2 separate regions of the Gossypium hirsutum genome follow, and region 2 is linked to region 1. The links are chromatin contacts, called in public Hi-C maps. All regions are on one chromosome and are shown on one strand. Each heading gives the region's core, a stretch centred on a gene start, on an enhancer-like site or on the middle of the called end of the contact. The rest is flanking DNA. Distances are from core to core; before and after follow the strand shown. Region 1 holds the start of LOC107901612 (probable WRKY transcription factor 15). Region 2 holds the start of LOC107901634 (cysteine proteinase COT44).

Region 1 (5,032 bases), core at 1,034-3,533:
ACCCATCCATTATAACTTCTCTCAAGTTTTCCCCTTTTTTAGAGTTATTTGCGTCATTGAATATAATTTAATCTCTAGTAATAGAATTATCAAAATATAAGTTTAAGGTATTATTAGGTATGTTACGCTTGGTTGATTTATAATTTTTATTGTTTAGATGATAAAATGTAAGATTATTTAATAATTTATTTTATTAATTTTTTTTTGTTATACAACATGTGTGTTTTAAACAAATTTAGCTCATTTAACATTAATTCAAAGATTATATTATAGTTATTTTAAATATATATATAATAAAAAATATAAAATGAAGGGATAAAATTTCTCAACATTATAATAAAAAACAAAAATGTCATAAAAATGAAAATTATTTCGAAATCTTTCATTACCCCCCCCAAAAAAAACTGAGGTTAAAATTACCACTTATATTCATAATCTTAACATCATCGAGAAAACTTAAGGTTTTTTTCACAAACTAAAATAGAAATATTATACTAATTATGCCATAAAAAAAAAAGTTGAAGCAAACAAGCATCACAAGTTACAATAGAAATTGTATAAAATCGTAGTAAGTATGCTACCCAACACCAACCCATAGTTAATTCGCCGTCCCAACTGCTAACTCATTTTTGTTATAGTCAACAACCCCTCTAACACGACAGATTGGTCCACATCTATCCAATTCTTTGACTCAGTCCTTTTCTTTTTTGCCTTTATTACTATTTATACGTAGAAAATTTGCTTCACTTGTGTAAGAAGAAAAACAAAAAGTAGTCAGTCGGCATCTAGAAACAAGATTAAAGAAAGCAAACGAATTATATAAAAATAAACCAAGGATTTAATGATTCATGGCTTGGAAATCTTGGATCCCAATTTCCATTCTTTTAAAATAAAATCTAATACCAAATCCACCATCTTCCCTTTTAATTAAACAAAGCTTCTGCATATAGATATATTTTACAGAGGAAATATCTCCTTCGAGATTGATTTTCTTTTTAACTTGAGAACACATTTAAAACTGTTCCATCCTACACATAATGTAAGAGAAAATGAAAATTGAAACTTGAGGGGGATTTTTACGAAGATTCCAGGATGAGATTAGTGGTCTCAGCAACAGATAGGGAATGGTTGTGCTCGCCTTCATAGGTAACTACTAGCATCGATGGATCATCTAAGGCTCTTTCAACATGTTTACGGGCTGGACATCCTCTTACACTGCTGCACTTATAGTAACCCCTGTTGTATGTTGGAATTTCTAGTCAGAAAAACAATGTGTGGAAATTTGTGCAAAACCTTTTTCTAATCCACATACCTTGGGTGTGGGGATCCCTTGATCGGTTTTTGACCGTACTTTCTCCATGAGTAATCATCTGGCGGAATATCGGCCATCTTCAGGCTTATTGCTGGAACCCTCACCACCCTTTTCGATCTCAGTTTTCTGTCAAAAAACCAAAAATTTTAAATACACGACATGATAAGAAAGTTAAAAAAGAAATCGATGGGTTGAGTAATAGTACCTTTTCTTAGAGCAATGGCAGCGACCGGAAGACCCACTAGTACACTTGCCAGAACCCAAGTTGTCGGAGCTACACTTCCTCTTGAAAGAAGAAGAAGACGACAAAGGAGGCTTCCCAGCCGAGGAAACCTGAGAAAAATTAGTAATTTGAAACGCAGATGACGATGAACATGGCTGCTTACTATCAGTATCTCCCGTTAAGGATGACAAAAACGAATTCCCAGCAGAAGAATACGAAAAATTAATGGTTTTCGACGAATCAATCCGTTCTAAACCCCCTGTTTTCACCGTCATAAAATCACGATGATGATGATGAGGAGGAGGAGGAGGAGGAGGAGGAAGAGGATAAGCAGTAGTCACTGGTGGCGGAATCTGCTGGATCGGTGTTGCGTAATAAACCTTGGTTTCTTGCTCTTGATCGGGTTGAACAGGGGCTCGTCTGAAACGAGCATGTCCGGTCCTGGTTCGACCCAGAAGAGAGATAACTCTCTTGAACCTTGAAACGGCGGCATCAGCCTCAGCTTTGCAGTCCATTTCCAAATCCAGGGAATTAGATGTTGTTGAGATAGAGGAAGCTTGGTATTTCTCTTGATTATTACTGTTAGTTTGCTGCTGCTGTTGAGTTTGAGAAAGTAATCTGATGAGTTTCTCAACACTTTCGAGCCCGGAAGCGGCTTCTTTGACGGCGTTTTCTTCCATTTTGGCTGCGAAGCTGTCACCGTTCCTGCAACTCATCATGAGTTCAACGGCCATGTCTGCAACAACACCATTCAAGGGAGGAAAAAGGAAGAGAGGAAAAAAAAAAAGTGAAAAGAAAACGTAGAGAGGGTTGTTGATAAAGGGAGCACTGGACTAATTTGGTCAACATGGTGCCATCGGCTATGGAACCCTATTGCTCAATTAGGTCACTGACTTGTTACTTTAACATTTGCCCTCTTATATGGGTACTGATAACATCCAACTCCAACCATATAATTCCTTTTTTCATGAACATCCAACAATTTCATTATTTTATAACTTAATATGCATCACATTTCACTTCTTTATTAATTAAATAAAAACAATCAATGAGATTTTAACTTTATTTATCATTATTATTAGATTATTAAATTATTATATTCTAATTTTTACGATGTATAAGTTCGATTAATATGAATATTATTATTAATATAGAAATAAATAAATTTGAGTACGCTAAAACAAATTTTTTTCTTATTTAATGATTTTTAAGGCATATCTTTTGCTGTTAAATTAATAACTTATCTACGTAGATATTAAATTATTAAACATTAATATTACGTGGGAATTTTTTTTTTAGTTTTTCTTTAAATTAAATTACTTATACTGTTAATGCATTCTTCTTCTTCTTCTTCTTATAATTTTGTTTACTTCATCTGTTCTTTAACAAAATTAGAGATTCTACTTTAGCATTAGATAGGTATAATAATAGGGTTACAAGTAATTTACTTTAGTGGGTAAAGTTTAACCTAAACAAAATTGACGGTTTCTTCTCAAAAAGTAAATTAGACGGTTTCATATTATTTATTTTATCAAAAATAAATTATATATTTATGTTAAAAAAATTATTAAATTATTAATAAGTTTATATTTTTGTCCTTTAATTTCAAAATAATTATTGAATTATTTAAAAATTTTTTATTTAAGTTACTATGCTGTTAATTTTTTTAAAAGTCTGTTTAACAAACTCCAAACGACGATTCAACGGTTGGTAAGATAGATCATTACCTATAAATAAGTAGAAGAATATACATCAGATTTAAGTTAACCTAACAATTAGTTTCAAATAACATATAAGGAAGTTTGAATTATGGTTCAAAGATTTATAACTTTAAAGTTGTTTTATAAAATAATTAAACTATAGGAGAGAAGAAAAATGAGAGTTTTCAATTAGTATAAACAGTTTAAATAAAAAATATCATTTTTAATAATTTAATAACTTAAATAAATCAATAATTATTTTTTAGCGAATAATTTAATAAATTTTGCTCAAGTTTACTATTTTTTGTCTTCAAAATTTCTAACTAGATTTTGGTTAACTGACTTAAATGGCTATTCTAGACCTGATCTGTGGGGTCCATGCAGATCAAATTGGTCTAAGGAAGCTTGGGACACGCGGATGATGCGGTCAAAACTATGTCTTAACCAGTCTGGTCCAAATCCACTATTAATTAAGTTTTATTAGTATATTATATGCAATTATTCATGTATGTTACTAATATTTTCTATTAAAATTAATTAAATAATCGGCTAGTAGTGTGGCATAGTGTTAATTAAGTTTTAGTTTCATTTATATATATATTGATGTCAATACAATAGAACGTAATTTGAGTGCGTTAAAATATATTGTTCACCTACTTATGGGTTAGAAATGGGCTACGGGTAGTTTTATGACTTATATAAAGGATAATAGATATGATCAAAATTTATAATGAAATTATTAAAAAAAAATCATAAACTGATTAAAATTAATGATGTGTTTCAATTTCGGAAAATTATCTCAAAAATTTTACAAATGAATTGAGAATGTCACATGTATTTCAGAGGGTTTATTAAAAAAATTTAAATAAAATTAATTGAAAATTTATTACACTCAAAATTTTTTGTGGTGTCTAAAAAGCTTTACAACTTATATATCAAATAATTTATCTCTCAACTCTATTTCTATTTGTGGACCATAATGTATCAAATATTTTTCTTTAAATTGTTATTTAAAATAATATTTTCTGTTAAATTAATAATTTCTATTAATTTTATGTATTATATATAAGATTATTCCTATCCGATGATGTAAAAGACAAATCTCTACAAACAAATTTAGGATGATGCCATGTTTCTTTAAGTTTAGTCAAATAAAAATAAAAATAAAATAATAAATAAAGCCACTTTATGAAGTTTTTTTTTTAGTAATGTTGGATAAAATAATTATTCTTAGATATAATCTCTAATTAATATATATAAGTTTGGGGAAAATATTCATACAAATAAAAATACCTACTTATTGTTTATTATAGGTTTAAATATGCCAAAAGTTTATATATTCTTTCGAAATTTAAAATTTAGTCTCTATTCTTTATCTTTGAGACATTAAGTCCCTGTATTTTTTATTGGTCCCTTCGTTTAATTTTTCCATTAAAGTTAACAATGTCAAAGGTAAAATAAATATTTTAGTCCTCAACATTTATATTTTTTTTATTAATTTTGGTTCTTACTCTCTAAAAGTACATAAAAATTTTAAAAAAATAAATTTTTTCATATTTTAAATAAAAACATAAAAATAAAAAAATTATGAAAAAATTTTTAAAATTCAACAATTAAAAAATTAAAATTATTTTAAAAATATAAACAAAAATTTTAAAATCCAATGTTATCTAAATCAAACCAATCAGTCGACTTGGGAACCGATTGGCGTATTGATCTAGTGAGAGGTAAAAAATCGATTGATCTGCGAATCTATATGGACTAGTTGGACTGAGCTAAAAAATCTATATGGACTAG
Region 2 (5,132 bases), core at 2,291-4,790, 230 kb after region 1:
AAATCCATACGTTTTGGGATTAGGTTGTTAGAGCTATAGATTTAATTAAGTTTTCGTGATACTTTGGGACAGAATTATTAGAGAGAAGAAATTGGATGGAATTGTTATGTTTGCCGATGATAGCAATATGCATAGTATGGAACTTTTTGATGAGATCCAAAATGTGAAATGGTTTGGGGCTGTTTCAGTTGGAATACTTACTCATTCGGTTAATACTGATGAGATGGCGGATCGGAAAAAGGATGAAGAGGAGAATCCTAGAATGCCTGTTCAAGGCCCTGCTTGTAACGCCTCCGATATGTTGGCAGGATGGCATACTTTTAATACATTGCCATTTGCTGGGAAAAGTGCTGTTTATATCGATGATCGGGCAACTGTGCTGCCCAGGAAGTTGGAGTGGTCAGGGTTTGTTTTGAATTCTAGGTTGCTTTGGAAAGATAGCAGTGATAAGCCGAAATGGATTAAGGATATTGATATGTTGAATGGTGATATTGAGAGTCCCCTAGGTTTGGTTAATGACCCTTCGGTGGTGGAGCCACTTGGAAACTGCGGTCGCCAGGTTTTGCTTTGGTGGCTTCGAGTTGAAGCTCGTGCTGATAGCAAATTTCCTCCCAAGTAAATCTCGTATCCTACTCTCATTACATTTTAGTGTTCTGCTACCTAATGGTTTCAATGGGTAGTCAATGATGATAACAATACAATCAGAATGATTTAATATTAGTAAGGGCTAGCTTATAACCGTGCCATATTTGTGTTGTTCTTGTCAAATGATTTGAAAATTTTGTACAGGAAAAGGTTGGATAAATATAATCAAACACCCTTTCTTATATACAGAATGGCATTGGCAAGTGCTAAATTAAACGCCCTTTCTTTCAAATCTTGTGCTGAAATTTTCTTCATTACAAAAATATGCCTTTCCATGGACCTTTAAGGTGTGATGATTGTGATTTTTGTTTTACCATATGGGTTATAACTTTTATAAATAATTATGGAGTTACTGTGGTTTTTCCTCTTATGGATTCATAGATGAAATATCTTATTATTTCTCTCAAACTTGGGCATCTTCAACTGGTGGTTAATTTTTGCTGGAATTTTTAAATACCTTGTATCATATTGTTGACCACTTATACATTTGCTGCATTTGTTATACTTTCTTACTAAGGGATGATTATTCCTTGGGTTTTCTTGAAAATATGCACAATGTACTCCGCTGATTTAGTTGTTAGTTTGAGACTTTTTGAGTTAAGATGCATCGAAGTGTGAATATTAGCTACTCCAACTTTTCATTTTTCATTTCTGATGTCCTGAAATTGTTTCCTCTCCATTTTGGGTTCTCTAAACTCTTTATGTTACTGCATTCTTAATTGGTTTTTGCCTTCTTTAAAAATCCGTGTTGTTTGACGATGGAAATCAATCTCTGGCTTGGTCTCCTCTAATGCATCGCCCATCTGATCATTACTTTGTACATCATGCAGATGGATAATTGACCCACCTCTGGAGATCACGGTCCCATCAAAACGCACTCCATGGCCAGATGCTCCCCCGGAACTCCCTGCTAATGAAAAACCAGCAATGGGCATGCAAGATCCAATAGTGAAGCATAGCACAAAGAGGACATCCAGATCAAAACATCGAAGTAAAAGAAAGCATGAACCAAAAACTGACACACAGGTTTCAACAAGGCATTCTGAACAAAGCTAAAATCTTTACCCCGCAACCTATGGAACTGCTGCACCATGAGATTGGACCAAATGGGGGGCAAATGTAGATGGTGTTACCAGTAAATATGGAGAAGCACCTCTCACAACAATCCAGTTTTTACGTGCAATTCAGTTCGAGTTTGTCCAGAGTTTCAAATATTTTTAAAATTTCTTTCTATTCTTTGTACTTTTATGTTTTTTTGGGTCTTTAGTTTGTTGAGGGTGATCAATATTGTGCTTCATTGAGGAATGTTAGCTAAGCCTTTCTCTCTGCCCTTGCGAGATGCTTGTATACTGAAATGCTTTTGGGTTACAAATTTATACATAAAATCTTTTAGTAGGAATTATAGTCCTGTCTTACGTCAAAAACAATAAAAATTTCCATTTCATTTCTAAAACTGCCTCTGGTAAACCAGGAAATAACAAAAGAAAAGTACATTTTCTAAATTACGATTCAATCTTTAAGCCTTCAAGTTCAGTCGATAATCACAGCTTGCAAGTTTTTTAACTTGTGTCTGTTTCTGGAAGGACTAAATAGATTGGAAATGAAGCAAAAAGGGGTAAAAACTGGGAGCGGGTGAGGCAGTGTTTTCAAGCTGATGCTTCGGTAGTTGGCGGTTGCTACGTAAAGACAAAAGAGATGTGGTGAAGAAAGTAAGCGGGAAGGTTCAGTTTTTGTTGTTTGTTAATTCTACCTAAGAGGGTAGGCAGAGTGAGGTTCGTTGGCTGTTTTTTTGGTATGGCATTGGCCGTTAGTTTTGCTCTGAACCTACCAGGGTTTTGTCGATTCCCGTATTAAATGCGCAGCTTGAAAGCCCATAACTCGATAACCTAAAATATCTCTTAAATGTACCTTCACCAAATATGCCAATGCCAATTAGAGTGAAATCCCATGAGTCGAAATTTCCCGCCCCTTTAGGAAGTGAATGTATGAGACGAGATAGATTGCGGCTTGGAAAGGTAATTTGTAGATTATATCTTGAAACCAAAAGAAAAGAAATCTCACAGTGAGTAAATGATTCTCTCGGGATGCTCACATGGAGTGAGTGGCGATATCCATATTCAGATAATTTATATACAAAAAAAAGCAAGTTGGGATATTTCAAAGAGGTTGCACTGAATTTCATAAGCTGAGAAAAAGGAACAACAAAGCATGTTACCCAAGTGCAGTCTTATGATCAACCGCTACCAAACAAATACTATAATATACCAAACAACTACTATAATAGTGCATATCATGTATTTTGCAACTTGCTATACTCTCTTCCTAACATGCAATCAGATTTTTTATATAAAAAAAATAAAATTTTGTGGATTCTATATTTTTTAGCATTGAAAAAGATGTTAATAAACTTACGATAAATTTAAAAAATAAAATAATCTGAACTAATAACAAAATTTGAACTTAAATACTTATTAAGGATTTCATTTAAAATTAATCCATAATAATAAAATCCATTAATTTAAATTTAGAGACAAAGGTAATATAAGATTTAACAACTTAGCTATAGGGGCAATAATTTACCTTTGGTGCCGCCCTGCTTTATCCAAGTTCATATAGACTCGGCTGGCCTTTTCATCTTTCTATTACTTTAGTGATGTTAAATCTTAGGTTCAATTCTGCCTTCAGTCCCCCTACTCTATGAACTTTTAAAATTTATTTTTCAAATGGTTTTTTTACTAAATAATTCCAAGATTTTAATTTAATACTTATTCTATTTAAAATTGAATCAGTTTTTAGGTAAAATTTCAAAGGTCTAATTCCAATTGAAGTATAATTGGACCTACAATCGTATTAGTGTAATTTATAATGCAGAGAGATAGATGTAGTGAGTGGCAATTGCATCAGCATGTCAGAAGTGTCTTCACCCTTCTACTCCCATAACTAAGCATGAGTTCGGTTCGGCCCCCCAATTAGACCCCAAACATTTATTTAATTATTGCACCGTCATGCTTTTAACATTTACCATTTCCATTTTTCTATATAAACCCCGTACCTCTCTCTTTTCTCTTCTCCAAACCACTCCCTCCAATAACCATAACAACCCTTGTCATTTCTCCCATGGCAACCACAGTAACACCCATTTCCACCCTCTTTTTCCTCTTCTTCACCTTATCCTGGGCAACCAGCTTCAGCCAAAATCACTGGAGGAGCGATGATGAAGTGATGAGCTTGTACCAAGCTTGGCTCATTAAACATGGCAAACAATACAACGGTATAGGGGAGGAAGAAAACCGGTTCGATATCTTTAAGGATAACTTGAAATTTATCGACCAACATAACTCCAAAAACACCACATACAAACTTGGGTTGAACAAGTTCGCTGATTTAACTAACCAGGAGTACCGTTCCATGTTTTTGGGTACAAAGAGTGACCCTAAACGTCGAGTCATGAAGTCCAAAAACCCCAGCCAACGCTATGCTTCCCGCGCCGGCGACAGGTTGCCGGAATCTTTTGACTGGAGAGATCATGGAGCCGTTACTCCAGTGAAGGATCAAGGGCGTTGCGGTGAGCTGTTTTCTTTTTTCATTTCAACTTCAAATTAATTTCTTTTTAAATATCAAGCTTACCCGCTCTGTATCGTTCACTTGACCAGGAAGTTGCTGGGCATTTTCAACGATTGCAGCTGTTGAAGGCATAAATAAAATCGCCACCGGCGAACTAATCTCTTTGTCAGAGCAAGAGCTAGTAGATTGTGACCGATCCTACGACGCTGGTTGCGATGGAGGCCTAATGGATTATGCCTTCCAATTCATTATTGACAACGGTGGCATTGACTCTGAACAAGACTATCCTTACCTTGGTGCTGATAATAACCAATGCGATCCAACGAGGGTCAGTTTCCAAAGCTTAATTCTATGACACTATATCTTGTAGTTTATTTGTTTTCGACGTTTGGAGATTGATGCCCTGTTTTTTTCTTTTTGGGATTTGTAACAGAAGAATGCTAAGGTTGTCAGCATTGATGGGTACGAGGATGTTGTTCAATATGATGAGAAGGCATTGAAGAAGGCTGTATCACATCAACCTGTGAGTGTCGCCATTGAAGCTAGTGGCAGAGCTTTCCAACTCTACGAATCGGTAAGCTTGACCTGTTCTGCTTCTCCTTCAAGCCATCCAATAAGTTGATTCGAATTTAAATCCCGTTTATAACTCAGTTGTCAAATGTTTAGGGAGTTTTCAGCGGTGAATGCGGGTCAGCATTAGACCACGGCGTGATTGTCATCGGATATGGCATGGATGAGAACGGTCAGGAATATTGGACAGTGAGGAACTCATGGGGCAGCGGTTGGGGTGAAGATGGATACATAAGGATGGAGCGTAACGTTGATGACCGTGCTGGCAAGTGTGGCATTGCGATGGAGGCTTCCTATCCTGTTAAGAATGGGACAAACATCATCAAACCTTACTGGACTAATGAAGACACTCA

Evidence for each region. A called contact is a pair of places that touch in the nucleus more often than the background predicts.
Region 2: a contact with region 1 is called in a Hi-C map of leaf, with 2.4 times the contacts expected there. The contact joins the promoter of LOC107901634 here to the promoter of LOC107901612 in region 1. A contact is called at or near these places in 7 of 34 Hi-C or Micro-C datasets (callus, hypocotyl, leaf and 1 more).

What each region holds. Positions count from the first base shown.
Region 1 is chrA11:35,582,618-35,587,649 of Gossypium_hirsutum_v2.1, forward strand. It overlaps LOC107901612 (probable WRKY transcription factor 15), which reads right to left and starts at 2,284. Exons shown (of 3, transcript NM_001326905.1): 1 at 1,518-2,284; 2 at 1,313-1,438; 3 at 1,076-1,236. The coding sequence starts at 2,269. The coding sequence ends at 1,077.
Region 2 is chrA11:35,808,772-35,813,903 of Gossypium_hirsutum_v2.1, forward strand. LOC107901634 (cysteine proteinase COT44) reads left to right here and starts at 3,541. Exons shown (of 4, transcript XM_016827711.2): 1 at 3,541-4,210; 2 at 4,299-4,537; 3 at 4,643-4,783; 4 at 4,876-5,132. The coding sequence starts at 3,763. LOC107901623 (probable beta-1,4-xylosyltransferase IRX14) reads left to right here. Exons shown (of 3, transcript NM_001326906.1): 2 at 73-615; 3 at 1,476-1,701. The coding sequence ends at 1,701.